Regions from separate parts of the Ovis canadensis genome. Here region 2 is linked to region 1. Evidence: chromatin contacts called from public Hi-C data. All regions are on one chromosome and are shown on one strand. The core of a region is the stretch at or near the end of the contact, and the rest is flanking DNA. Distances in the headings are between cores, read along the strand shown. Region 1 overlaps CLIP2 (CAP-Gly domain containing linker protein 2). Region 2 holds the start of LAT2 (linker for activation of T cells family member 2).

Region 1 (6,914 bases), core at 2,108-4,607:
CGTGCGTGTGTAGACAGGAAGAGTGTGTGTGTCTGTGCGTGCATGCATAAGTGTGTGTGTGCGTGTACGTGCTGCAGGAGGGTGACCTCTTCTCTGGCAGGAAACTCATCTGTCCCACATCATCTCTGGGTCAGGCCTGGGCATCACCAGGATGCCCCTCAAGCCTCCTTTCCTCACCTGAAGGTCCCTACAGAAGCATCTTTCCTGTTCCCTGCCCTGGATTCCCAGGTTCTATCAAATGCTCCATGTTTTCCAAGTCTTCAAACCTAGGACCCCTCCCTCTCCTCTTTTCTTCCGGTATCCCCCCAACTCCCTCCACACTGTCTTACATGGGTCCTTCCTCTTCAGCCCTAGACCACCCACAGCCTCAGCCCCTGAACCCCTCCTCAGAACCCCCCACCGCCCTCCTCAATAGGACATTCCTTCCCTTCCCTTCCAAAGGCTCTGCAGCTGACCCCGCCCACCATGGTACCGGAGATGGGCAGACCACAAACCCTCCCTGCACTGCCCTCCTTGGGCGGGTGCTTCTAGGTCCTTCAGCTCTGCTCCGATCCTCTACCCAAGCCTCCTGCTCCATCCGAACCTCCCTCACTTCAGGAGGTTTCTAACCACCAAGCCCATCCCTAGTTCGCTGTGGTGCTGGGGACGGTATAGGGGGGACAGGGGAGAGGCTGGTCATGTGTAAACTTGACCAGCTTGTGGTTCATGGAGAAGGCGTGGCTCCGCCCCCTCCATGCAGCTCTGGGAAAGTCTTGGAATCAGAACTCCCAAGGCCCCACCAGCCCCGGGGTCTTGGCTTCCAAGTTACACCCAGGCTCACAGCACCATGAGGACCACAGAGGGGTCTGTAACCACTCTCTGCTGGGCAGACTTGCCAGGACTGAAAGGCTGCAGGGCAGCTGGGCCCAGTGGTCCCCATGCCCACAATCTCGGTGCAGACAGAATAATGGACATCCCCCTCCCTTAACCCTGCAGGTCTAAGGCTGCTCCCGTGGCAGCAGGTGGGTCCTGGGCTCTCCTCCTGCCTGTGAGGCCCCTCTTCTCCCGTCTCCTCCACTGTGGCTGAGCGGGTGGGCAGTGAGGGGCTTTGGAGCAGCTTCCCCTGACAGCAAGCCTGTCCTCCTGGACCTAACCTGTCCACATCCTGGAGTTGACCAGGCCTAGGAACCAGCCACAGGCTAGTCTTGAATGCTGACCAGTGGGTGATGGAGTGGGATGATTCTGTCCTGCGCTATGAGCCTACCCCACCTGCACTTTTGGGGACTCCGCTCAGTCAGGCCTCTGTTCCCCTCTCGTCCCTGAGATGGATGCATGAATCGCCACTACAGGACCCTGAACGAGGAGCTGGCTTCTTGTTGATTACTTCCCTGGATGGGGAGCTCACCACCTGGCGGTAGGCCACCCCACCTCTGGACTGGTCAGATTCTTAGGGAATCTTCTTTTGCATCGCATCACCCAGACAGCCACACAACCAGCCATGATGTCTCCAAAAGGGGCCTCCCGTGGCCCTTCCACCAGCCACACTGCTGACCATTCCAGTGGTTCTAGGGGATTTTGAACCCTCACTGTGACTTGGCAGTCCCTGGGGTGGCTCCAGGAGGTCACCAGTCTCCAAGGCCTGAACAGCAGGTTGCCCCAGCCCCTCCCTGGTGTCCCCTATCCCCAGGCCGCCCCCTTCCCCACGCACCAGCCCGGTCAGCTTTTCCCGCAGGCCTCGGATGTCATCCTTGAGTTTCTGCTCCTTGATCCGCCACTCAGCCTTGTGGACCTCCCGGCTCAGGTCCCTCTCAGGCCCCGGGGAGTGGCGATTGGCCTCCAGCAGCAATACCCGCAGTTCGTTCAGACTCCTGTAGGGGGCGGGGGTGTACAGAACAGCAGTCAGTCTGGGTCCCTCAGCTCTCACGCTCCACAGTTAGCCAAGTGCCTGAGACTGGCCATCCCGAGGGGGCTACTGGCTACCAAGACACGGCATCTGTGCCAGGAGGGTCCACAGAGGAAGCACGAGGCTTGAAACCATCGGACCACAGCTGGAACCCGACAGTCAAGAAGACTCAGCCTTAGAATTTTTTTGGTTTTTATTTTTTTAAAGAGAATATATTTGTTTAATTAAAAATAGTGCAGAAGTAGAAATATAATGTTGTATACACAAAACTTATATAATGTTATAAATAAATATAACTTCCACAACATACTTTTTATTTACTTATTTTAAAAAATATTTAATTTTTATTTGGCTGCATCAGGTCTTAGCTGTGGCCCACAGGCTTAGTGGTTGCAGTACACAGGCTTAGCTGCTGTGTGGTTTATGGGATCTTAGTTCCCCGACTAGGGATTAAACCTGTGTCCCCTGCACTGCAAGGCAGATTCTTAACCACTAGACCACCAGGTAAATCCCAATAAAATACATTTTTAAGATAATAATAAATTAACTTAAATAAAAATTAAAGCGTTTTTCCAAGACAGCTCATGGGGCAAGACATTTTAAATACCTGATATCAAATAAGTTTTATTTCCTACATCAACTCTTGATTAACTGGCAGTAGCTGCCTGGAATACTGTGGTAAGACTGATTCTGAGGTCATATCTGGACTTTGCAGAAAAAGAGTGCAGTGATCAGTTAGCAATGTCTCCCATGGGCAGAGGCTGGGAGAAAAGGACAAACCCCTTTTAAGTTCTTCCCCTTGCCAGAATCTACTTTAGAGGAGGGGGGAACTCCCTCTCTAGGTGGCCATGGGTAGTTAAAAGAATCAAGTAAAAGTTTGCTGGCACTGATCCTTCCCCTTTCTTCCTGCTCTGAATGACGGCACGTGATGGCTGGAGCTTCAGCAGCCACCCTTGCAACCATGAGGAAGACTCTAACAGAACCCAAGAGAGCAAAGGTGTTGGCATTGCTACCTTGAGCCACTGAACCAAATGCCAGCTGTAGCTACCTCCAGATTTCTTGTTACGTGAGGAAAATAAATCTCTACTCGTTTAATCTGCCAGTACATTTCTAGCTATCTCCCACTTCCATCCTAAGTACCAAAGAAGCAAGGAGTGGCTCATGGTAGCCTACATCAACCAAGGAGGGCTTCAGGGAAGAGGAAGTGGGAATCCTCAATAATTTTTAAGAGTTTCTAGGGGTCCCCAAGACTAAGATATTTGGGAATCACTAATCTTTCCTATGAGCTCTGCTTGGAGAACTGTGTTAAGAAGGATTCTGAGGCTTCGCTGGAGCTTAGCAGCAGACAGTATGGTGATCTCTGGTGATGCCAGTCACCTGTCTACGCCTCCAAAAAAGACTGGGTACTACTAACTGGGTGGAGTGAGGGTCAGGCTGGTCTAGTCACCGCCCACGGCTGACTCACCGCTCCTTCCGGAGCAGCTCCTGGCTGATGAGGACCAGCTGGCCCGAGGCATCATGGGTCTTCCGGGACACGGCCTCCAGCTCCGCCTCCAAGCGCCGCTTCTCTTTCTGGAGGGTGTCCACCTTCTTCTCGCCCGACCTGCACTTGCTCTCCAGTGCTGAGGCCAGCCAGCAGGGCAAGAAGGGAGAGGGTTGGGATCGCCACAGGAACCTGTTCCACCCAAGGGCCAAGGCCCGGGCAGGCAGCAGGCTTTCCCAGGGAGAGGCGGGTGTTAACAGGGACACACTCCACTGAACGGACCTCCCTCATCCTGCAGGGCCAGGCAGCGAGGGGCCGAGAAGAGCTACTTAGGAAAAGCAGCCACGGCCCCCACACAGCAGCCGGGCCCCTCTGGTGTCAGGAAAGCAGTCCAGCCATCGAGAGACAGGGGCGTTTACACTGTTACCTGGACAAGGGAAATCTACTTCACCTTGGCCCTGGAGGACCCTGAGGTCAACTGACCTTTGCGGGACCCATTAAGCCATGTGAATGTGATGGGGAGTGGAGAGAAGGGGGGGGTGAGAACCGTTTCCCAGGATGGGGGCCGGCTCACGGGCACCACCACTGGCATTCTGATGGACAAGAAGCACGGCCAGTTTGTCACCAAGTCCCAGATTCCTGGTCCCCTACCACTCCCCCCACCCCACCAGGCTACCCTCTGGCTTCATCCCCATTTCCCTTGGGCCTTGGCTTTTGCTACAGCCAAAGTCCTCCCCCTTCCAATTCTGAAATCCTGGTATTTCTTCCAGGGGCTGGTGCCCAAATACTATACCAAAAGGCAGAGAGATTGAAACCCAGGGGTCTTCAAGCCCAGAAAGAGAGATGTTATGATGCAATTGCAGAACACAGGGAACAGAGGCCTGGCTCTGGGGAGAGAAGGTGGCTGGGGTCCCCCATTTGTTTTTTTGTGTCTGTGCCATTCGGCCTATGGGATCTTAGTTCCCCCACCATGGATCAAACTACTGATGCCTGCATTGGAAGCGCAGAGTCCTAACCACCGAACCACCAGGGAAATCCCTGGGGCCCCCACTTTTATTACGGATGAAGGGTGGGCAACCACTCCCCCCTCACTGCTGCCCAGGTGGAAGTCCAGTGCAGGCCACCTGGGCCAGGCTGACTTCTTGAGGCAGAGTGGGGAAGGGCACCCTGACCAGCGTCCTCTCCCCCTCCCCCGCTGGACTGGCACGTGGCCCAGTGAAAGCCCCCGCATCTGCCCGGAAGGAGGGAGACTTACCACTTACTTGGGCCCTGAGCATCTCGGTCTGAGATGTTAAGGCTGTCACCTCTTTGTCCCTCTTGTTCAGCTTGTCCTGCAGGCCTGGGGAGAAGGGAGAGATGAGGGGCCATCAGTACCCCAGAGCCAACACTGCAATCTGGTGGATGAGGGGGGTTAGCCCTCCCATCCAAACCCTAAAATGACATCACATTTGGCCTCCAGAGTCTAAGTTCTTTCTCAAGACAGTCGACCTTCTGGGTGAAGTGAAAGTCGCTCAGTCGTGTCTGACTCTTTGCGACCCCATGGACTATACACTCCATGGAATTTTCCAGGCCAGGATACCGGAGTGCATAGCCTTTCCCTTCTCCAGGGGATCTTCCCAACCCCGGGATCTAATCCAGGTCTCCTGCATTGCAGGCAGATTCTTTACCAGCTGAGCCACAAGGGAAGCCTGGGTAACCCACCCTGAAGAAGAGGTGCCAGAGTTGTATGGTCTTGAGCAACTTAACTCTCAGACTCTCAACTTCCTCAAGTGAAAAATGGGGCTAATAAAGGTGCTCACGTCACCTGGCCACATGCATTCACTACTGGATAGCCCAGGACAGTCATGAGAAAGATGCAAAGAAAGTTCTGGAAATGTATTAATTTTATGTATGTTAATTTATAAATTCAATGTGATGCCAGTAAAAATGCCAGCCAGACTGTAATTTTTGTGGAACTAGATAAGCTAATTCTAAAATCAATTGGAAAAAAATTTTTTAATTAGTAAATAAAAATTTAAAAAATATATTTAAATAAAAATAAACAAAGTCATTCGGAAAAATAAGCAAGATTAGCCAAGAGAATTTGTCAAAAAAAAAAAAACTTCTTTAAATACACAATTACCACGGGTGTGCGTGCTCAGTTGCTGAGTCGTGTTCGACTCTTTGTGACCCCATGGACAGTATCCCAGCAGGTTCCTCTGTCCATGCAATTTTCCAGGCAAGAATACTGGAACGGGTTGCCATTCCCTTCTCCAGGGGATCTTCCCGATCTAAGGATCAAACCTGAGTCTCCTGCATTAGCAGGCGGATTCTTTACCACTGCACGACCAGGGAAGCCTGCAATTACTATATAATTTAACAATTCCCCTCCCGAGTATACACCCTCAAAGAGTTGAAAACAGGAACTCAAGAAGTATCCCCACATGCACACTTACAGCAGCACTATTCACAACGGCTGAAAGGTGGAAGCAACCCAACTGTCCACTAACAGGTGAATGGATAACAAAATTGGGCGTATGCATACGATGGCCTATTGGTCCCACATGGGAATGAAGCACTGACCCGTGCTATAATGTGGATGAACCTTGAATATATTATACAAAGCGAAATAAGCCAGACATAAAAGGCCACATGTTATATGATGCTATCTATATGAAACATCCAGAAGAGGCAAATCCATAGAGACAGAAAGCAGATTAGCAGTTGTCAGCAGCTGCAACGAGGGGAAAGTAAGGGAATGACTGATAATGCATATGGGGCTTGCTCGTGGAGTGATGAAAAAGTTTTGGAACTAGACACAAGAGATGATTGCACAACACTCTGAATATATCAAAGCCCCTGAATGGTTTGTTTTAAAATGGTTGATTTTACTTAAATTATATCTCAATTAAAAAAAGGTGGGAGGGGGGACGTCCCTAGTTGTCCAGTGGCCAAGACTCCATGCTCCCAAGGCAGGACACCTGGGTTCGACGCCTGGTCAGGGAATTAGATCCCAGATGCTGCAACTAAGACCCAGCAAAGCCAAATAAATTAAAAAAGAATGGCCGAGAGAATTTTGAAAAAAAACAAAAACAAAAACAAAAACACAGAGCGGAAGACCAGCCTTGCCAGTAACTGAAATATAAACGAAGCTTCAAAATACTGTAAAAGTGTTGCATGAACAGACAGATGGGTCACTGGGAAGGAATAAAAAATCTAAAGAGTCAATTACCTGATGGAATTTAAAGACGGTGAGTTTGGTTCATGCAAATCAGTGGAGACAGGGAGATGAGGTTTTCAAAAATGGTGCTGGGGGAAGTGGGCACTCTTGGGGAAAAAAATAAACATGGATCCTTACCTCACACCTGGAGTAAGAATTCTACATGAATCAGAGACTTACACAGAAAAAGAACAAACCCAAGATCCCAAAAACAAAGATTGATTTTTAAAAATCTGCATGGCAAGGGACTTCCCTGGTGGTCCAATGGTTAAGACTTTGCTTTCCAATGCAGGGTGCGTGGGTTCGATGCCTGGTTGGGGAGCTATATTATAAAACTTTTAAAATGGTCC
Region 2 (6,914 bases), core at 2,274-4,773, 120 kb after region 1:
TGTAAAACTGGGATCGACCAGGGCCTTCCTCCAACAGTTGTGGAGAGTACACACACATCCAGCCTGGACCACAGTCAGGGTTTCAGGAAGAGAAACTTGCTGAGTGTCACACTTCCGGCCAGCTGGTTTGGACAGTTCCCTCGAGTGCCCACCCTTGACACGTTTATCTTTGGGTCGAGATGAAGGCTCTTTCTGCCCCCAAGGAGGTTTGGGGGTAGACCCACGGGGGGTTACTCCCGTGGGACAAGGGTCCAGCACTGGCCACCCTTGGGGTCTGCTTGAGACCCCAGGGGCAAGTCCACATACTCAGCTTGGCATTCAAGGCCCGAGGATCTGGGCTGCTGAGCTCTGCTGCCCTCCCTCCCCGAGGACCCCCAACCACCAGAGAGCCCTCTTGCTTCCTGGCTCTGCTGTTCTGGGATGAGCCACAGTCAGGCATGCTCCTAGCCCTGGTCCATCTTCCCCCAACCTGGCACTGTGTGAGGGAAGGGGGCAGGGCATGAGAACACAAATTCTGCCCCAGCAGCTGAGTTCCAATGCCACCGGTCACCCTGTTAATGGAGGGAAAAAATGACACAACCCTCGGGTTCGTCATAGGAGGCCCAGTGCTGAGATGACACCTGGAGGCGCTGCTGATGGCTGGTGTGGGGCACAGTTGGCTGTGCCCACCGTGACTTGTCATCATCACGGTCCCCGCAGGATGGGAAGGGGTTAGCTGCATCCTGGCTGGCTGGCCTGCACTGGACAGCATGGGGCAACCCTGCCTGAAGCCCTCCCTGCCTGCTCCCCCAGACACACAGGCCTGAGCCTGCCCCAGGAGGGGCGTCGTGCTGGGACCCTGGGAGACCCTGGGATCTGAAGGCGAGCGTGGCTGTTGCACCCGGCCCCGCAGTTGTCACAGAGCCACACGGCATCCCCTCGGAGAGGCCGGCTCCTTTCTTCTCCAAGGGAGGAGAGGGCGGCCCAGAGAGGTGAGTACTCTGCCCAAGGTCACACAGCTGAGCAGTCAGAGCCAAGACCTGTACTCAGGGCAGGTGGACTCTAGGCCTACACTCCTTCCTGTAAATCCTTTTTTAAATTACATTTTTTAAAAAGACTCACATAATATGGTTTTTAAAAGATTCATTTGAAAAAAAAAAAAAAAAGATTCATTTGAGGAAGAAACTAGGACTGCCTCTTCCCCGAGACCAAGACGGACTCAACTTGTCTTCTCTGCTTGTTTTCCCACCCAGGTCTGAGAACAGGTGGGGTGGCAGCGGGGGAAAGGAGAGGGGCTGGGCCCCCACAGCGCCAGGAGGGCCCCCGGGGGCCAGGCCGCCCGGGGTGGAGTGGGGAGGGGAGAGGAGGCCACCGCAGCCCCAGGCCTGCAGGCCAAAATAGCAGAAAGGGAAGTGGGCAGTTTTCAGATGAACAAGGTTTGCAACAAGCCCACGGCGGAAGAGCTCTCAGGGTTGGGCTGAGCGGCCCCAGCACCCAGCCTCCCGCCCCCAAAGGCCCTTGGCGTCCCTCTTGCCCAGCCCCCCAGCCCTCCTCTTGCTGTGGATGGGGTAACTGAGGCCTGCCAGGGCCAAAGGGCAGGCTGCGGGGTAGGGATGGAATCAAGAGGTTCCCATCCCAGCCCTTGGAAGGCTTTATCGGCTGGGCTTTGCTCTGTTTCCCCAAAGAACCTTGGCCTTCAGATGAGGCTCACCAGAGGTCTCTAATGGAGGTGCCTGATGCTCAGGCGCCTGGTGCAGGGCCCCAGGGAAGCTCCTGTTCTGGGCAGGGGAAGGGGAAGGGGAAGGGGAAGGCCATGGCCTCCCGTTGACAGAGCAGAGTCCTGGGAGCACCCCAGGGCCTGTATCTTCTCGACAGCCCCCCAGGCAGGCACCTGGTGGCCAGGCTGGGGGCTGGGTGGGGGCGGCCGGGGCAGTTCTTCCTCCGGGCCTGGGGCAGGACCTCGGCCTCCTCGCCTGGAGCGCCTCTCCCATCATCCCGTAGCTCCGCAGCAGGGTCGTTACAGTCCCATTTTACAGATGAAGAAACCAAAGCTCCTGAGCCCCCCCCGGGATCCCTGTCCTGGCCCCTCAGCAGTCTCTGGAAGTGATGGGACCACCCTGGGTGCTTCCCAGGGCTGTGCAGGCTGGGCCGGGGAAGGCGAGGGCAGGAGAGGGGCCGGAGCCCCAGAAACAACTGCCCCCGGGGTGCTGCAGGGGCTGGGGCAAGGGGCCCCTAGCCGGGGGGCACCAGGACAGGAGGTGTGGGGCGTCCTGGTTTCTTCCCGGCCCATCCAACGGGCAACCAGATGCTCCTGCCAGGACAACAGGGCCTCTCCCATCCCCCTGGGGTGTCGGGGGGCAGCCTCAGGACCCTGGCCTCAGGCCCAGGCTCCAGGTACCCCTGGGAAAGGCTTACCTGAAGCGGGGGGCCTCCTCACCGTGGCCACCTCATCCTGAGCACGCACACCTGCACGAGCCGATGCCAACGCCACAGACGCTGGCGGGCAGCAGGCAGGGCGGCGGGCTTCCTGTCAGCCACTGAATCAGCCTTCACACATCCGCTGCTCTGCCGGACAGGCCCTGCTTGCAATAGACGGAGGCGGGGATACCCAGAGACAGAGAGAGACGTGGAAACACAAACGCACGCAACATGCTCGCTGAATACACACACGTGAAACCCCGTCTCAGGGAGGAAGAGACACACAGAGAGACAGGAGAAAGGCAATGAAGAATGAAATGGGGGTGCTTGCACAGACACACACAGGCAGCCAGAGAGTAAGACACGGACACACTAGACACACACACACACAGAAATACACGCCCACACCAAAACACACACACACAAAGAAAACCAGAGAGAGACACACACACACACAAAGAAAGAGATACACGTGCTAAAGAATGAGAAACACAGACACACACAGGCAGCCAGAGAGTAAGACACGGACACACTAGACACACACACACACACAGAAATACACGCCCACACCAAAACACACACACACAAAGAAAACCAGAGAGAGAGAGACACACACACACACACAAAGAGATACACGTGCTAAAGAATGAGAAAGAGAAACACAGACACACAAACACACAGAGACACATGCCAGGGCAGACGTAACGAACGGCTAGAGGCAAAGACAGATGGACGGAGTGGACAGACACCGGCACCAGAGGAAGGGAGCCCCAGGTGAAGGGCAGAAGGAAGGACACGCATGGCCGCTCCTCCAGACCCGGGGGCCCCCTTACTCCCATTTTCCAGATGAGGCTCATAGAGGTGCAGAGCCGGCCACTCTCTCCACTTGCTGCCCCAGCATCCGGCCGTAGAGGTGAGGAGGTGCTGGACAGGTGGCCGGGTCCCCCAGCACCTCCTGTTAGTGGTCACCGAACAACGTGCCCAAGGCCACTGGACTCTTACCCCACTGGCTAGGGGCCCCAGGGAAGCCCTCAGGGGTCGCACCTCAACCCCCCATCTGTCTGGCATCTCAGAGCCTGAGCTCCCCAGCTCTGGGCCCCTCTCTGCTGGGACGGGGTTTCTCTTCTGGTCCCAGTCCAGCCCTGCCAGGTGAGGCTAGGAACGAGGCCCAGTGGGAAGCAGACCAAAACCGCCAGGGCTGGGTGCTCACTGCTGCCACCCTGTGGGGGAGAAGGGTGGCGTGGGGACCTGGGCTACCTCGTGGGCCCCGAGTGCTGGTTGTCCTCACCCCTGCAAGTGGGGTCAGCAGGGCTAAAGCCAACCTCACCAGAGTTCCAAACCTGCACCTGAGAACCGCGGGTGCCTCCCTCATTCCATGTGGGGGCAGCACTATGTGTAAGTCCCTTGGCAACTCTTGCAAGAAGACCTTCGTTTTCTTAGGCAAGCTGGCTGAAGGCTGAGAGGCTAAGCTGGATTTCAACCCAGACCCCAAAGCCTGTTGTCTTTTCACCACTCGTGGGTTCAGGGGCTCGCTGGGACCGCCTGCCTGGCCCCTCCTCACCCACTGGGACAAGTCTGTGTTGGTTTCCATCCAACCTTGGGCTGTGTGCTTGCCCAGGTTTCTCTATCTGCAGAGATGGACAGGAGGTCCAACGTGTCTAGTGGGAATGGAGCTCTGCTTCACATTCTGGCTTCTGTCAAGGGCCTTCTTATTTATGGAGGATGCGGAGTCGACTGCTGACTGCCAGCAAAGTCTCAGGGTCCGTCCACAGTGGCACCCAGGATCCTCTCTGAGCCCATTTTCCATCTATAAAAAACAAGGGTCTCTCAACCCAGACGCTTTTTGAAATTGAGTGGGAGGAGGAGCCACTCAATCTGAATCCACTCCTGAATCCAGAAGGCTCCACTGCCCCCTTGTAGGCAATTCTAATTCCTCCAAGTTCTATTTATAGATCATTCAGATGTTAGTTAGAAGATAAGCTTTAAACAACTAGACATTTCAACCCCTCTCCACAATAGCCATTTTGTGTCCAGTTATATAGATACTAGTGCCCCCAACTCTTTTTTCAATTCAGTGGTTTCTGGTATTTTTTTTTTTTTCTGGTATTTTTTTTTGTGACAAAATACATTTAACATAAAATTTACCATTTTTTCCCACTTCTAAGTGGGCACCTCAGAGGCATTAATTATTCACAGCTCCGTACAGCCATCACCACCGTCTTGTCTTCATCACTCCAAACAGGACTGTCTGGCTTTTCAGCTCACAGCTGAGTGTCAGTTGTGTGCACAATTGTTACAGAAGCAAGCTAAGTAGTAACACAGCAGTTCTAAGATCTTAAGTTCTAACCCTGAGAATCTTCTGGGGCATCCTTTCAAGGCTGATGGGAAGTGATGGATTTTCTTCAGATATATGCACATTGAGAAGCATATACAACATTCTCGAAGCCCCTGGAGTCTGTCTATAAAGCTGCTGCCACTCTCAACCTTTACGATGCAAACAAGAATCACTCTTGCCCCCCGTCACGCCCAGCCATTTATGACATTTCTCTTTGGTCCTAAGCTCACTACCCAGCAGAACCAAGAATATTCCTTCATTCTTCTGCCTCCCTCATAACTAAGTGATGTTTTTGTCATCTATGTGTATTTTTTTAGCCTTCAAAGTACTTTTAAAAAATTGAAGTATAGTTGACTTACAGTGTTGTATAACTTTCTGCTATACAGCAGTGATTCAGTTATACATACACATTTCTAAAAAAGAAAAAAAAAATCCTTTTCCATTATGGTTCATCATAGGATACTCAATATAGTTCCCTGTGCTATACATAGTTAAAAAACTGTTTTCTATTCTGGATATAGGGATTTGTAAAGTGGTTTGTGTGTGTGTGTGTGTGTATAAAATTAACACAAGCTGTGGGGCTATTTCTCTTGGGTGCATCTCTGGGAGAGGAACCGCTGGGCTAGAGGGTGGGACCATTCAATTTTCAGGCTAATGCTCATTTCAAATTAATTCCCACAGTGGCTGTACTCAGTGACTCTCATTTGTAACATGTGAAGACCCACAAACTTAGCAGCAACTGGTTTGTCAGGCTTCTTGATCTTTGCTGTTTGGATGGGTGTAAAATAGTATTTTCTTTGTAGTCCTGATGCAGGTCCTTGACTACTGAGGTTGAGCACTTTATTTCCTCTTCTGTGAAATGCCTGTTCATTGTTGCTTAGTTTTCCACTGAGTTCTTTTTCTCTTACCAATTTGCAGGAAATCTTCATATACTTCATGTGTTTTTAGTTTGTAACATCTTCATTTATATTTTGAAACATTACTTAAAAAAATCTGGTGAGCATATTCTGTATTTCAAGAGTAATTCCGAGGAATCCTGGTGCTACTTACAGAGCCCTTTGGTGACCTGGAAAGCATCTCTGATCTCCCTGCCTCCCTATCCCGCTTAGAAAAGATAAGTTTCCAGGCCAGTAATGATTTTATTGCCCTCTGTCCCACGGTGAACAGGTATAGGAAACATTTTCTCTAAGTTCCTGAACTGAAAACCAAAGAGCCCACCACAGCAAAGGAGCATGCTTTTGTTTGTATATTTAATATTTTACAGTTAGAGTGTGGTTACAGATGTGGGAAGAGATTAGTTGTAGGTTATAATTAAATAAACAGTCTTTCACTATTCTGACTCATTCTCATGACAAAAAACTGCAAAAGGAAAACTCTTAGATACTAGTTGTGTTTTTAAGCCTATTCAGTTCAGTTCAGTTGCTCAGTCGTGTCCGACTCTCTGCGACCCCATGAATTGCAGCACGCCAGGCCTCCCTGTCCATCACCAACTCCCAGAGTTCACTCAGATTCACGTCCATAGAGTCAGTGATGCCATCCAGCCATCTCATCCTGTCGTCCCCTTCTCCTCCTGCCCTCAATCCCTCCCAGCATCGAAGTCTTTTCCAATCCTCAAATAAAAAGCAACACAAACATCTCAATGGCGTTAAAGATTGGCCAAGAAAATGCGACAGAGCAAAGCTCCTCACCAATAAGGGCAGAAGTGGCCAGGCCCAGGGGCCCAGAGTAGCCTGCTGTCCACCTAGCCTCCCCTCAGGGGAACCTTTTAGGGTGATTCACTGCTCTACAGGCTGAGCAAACTGTTTGGGGAGGGTGGGGAGAACCAGGAGAACCATCAGTGACATCAGAAAGCTCGAGATGTGATCTGTCGGTCTCCCTCCCTGATGGCCCTACAAAAGCTCTGGTGAGGGGTCCTGCTCTGCAGACAGCACGCGGCAAGCTGAGCCGGAAACAGCTCGCTGACTCCATCTTCCAGGAGGCCGTCAGGTCCTAGTGAGGCTGTCATTCTGAACAGCGAGCCCTGTCGTGGTGCGAGTGACCCTGCACAACCTCAACAGCCATTTGGAATTTGAGGACTGAAGGGAAGCCAAAGTGTACTCGAAGTGCAACTTGTGACAAGAGATTAATTACAGTAGGGTTGTTTAAAAAAAAACAACAAAAAACAGGCATAGTCTCTAGAGGT

Evidence for each region. A called contact is a pair of places that touch in the nucleus more often than the background predicts.
Region 2: a contact with region 1 is called in a Hi-C map of fibroblasts, with 5 times the contacts expected there. The contact joins the promoter of LAT2 here to the enhancer-like site in region 1. A contact is called at or near these places in 2 of 2 Hi-C or Micro-C datasets (fibroblasts and lung).

Annotation. Positions count from the first base shown.
Region 1 is chr24:48,239,039-48,245,952 of ARS-UI_OviCan_v2, forward strand. It overlaps CLIP2 (CAP-Gly domain containing linker protein 2), which reads right to left. Exons shown (of 16, transcript XM_069571459.1): 11 at 4,621-4,704; 12 at 3,348-3,504; 13 at 1,688-1,847. Among named protein-coding and RNA genes, the nearest start is that of GTF2IRD1, 43 kb to the left of the region's middle. Within about 2 kb of position 3,358, the one cell type or tissue checked has open chromatin away from gene starts, as enhancers often do. A contact at or near this core is called in fibroblasts, where this site is marked.
Region 2 is chr24:48,362,267-48,369,180 of ARS-UI_OviCan_v2, forward strand. It overlaps LAT2 (linker for activation of T cells family member 2), which reads right to left and starts at 3,524. Exons shown (of 13, transcript XM_069569849.1): 1 at 2,395-3,524.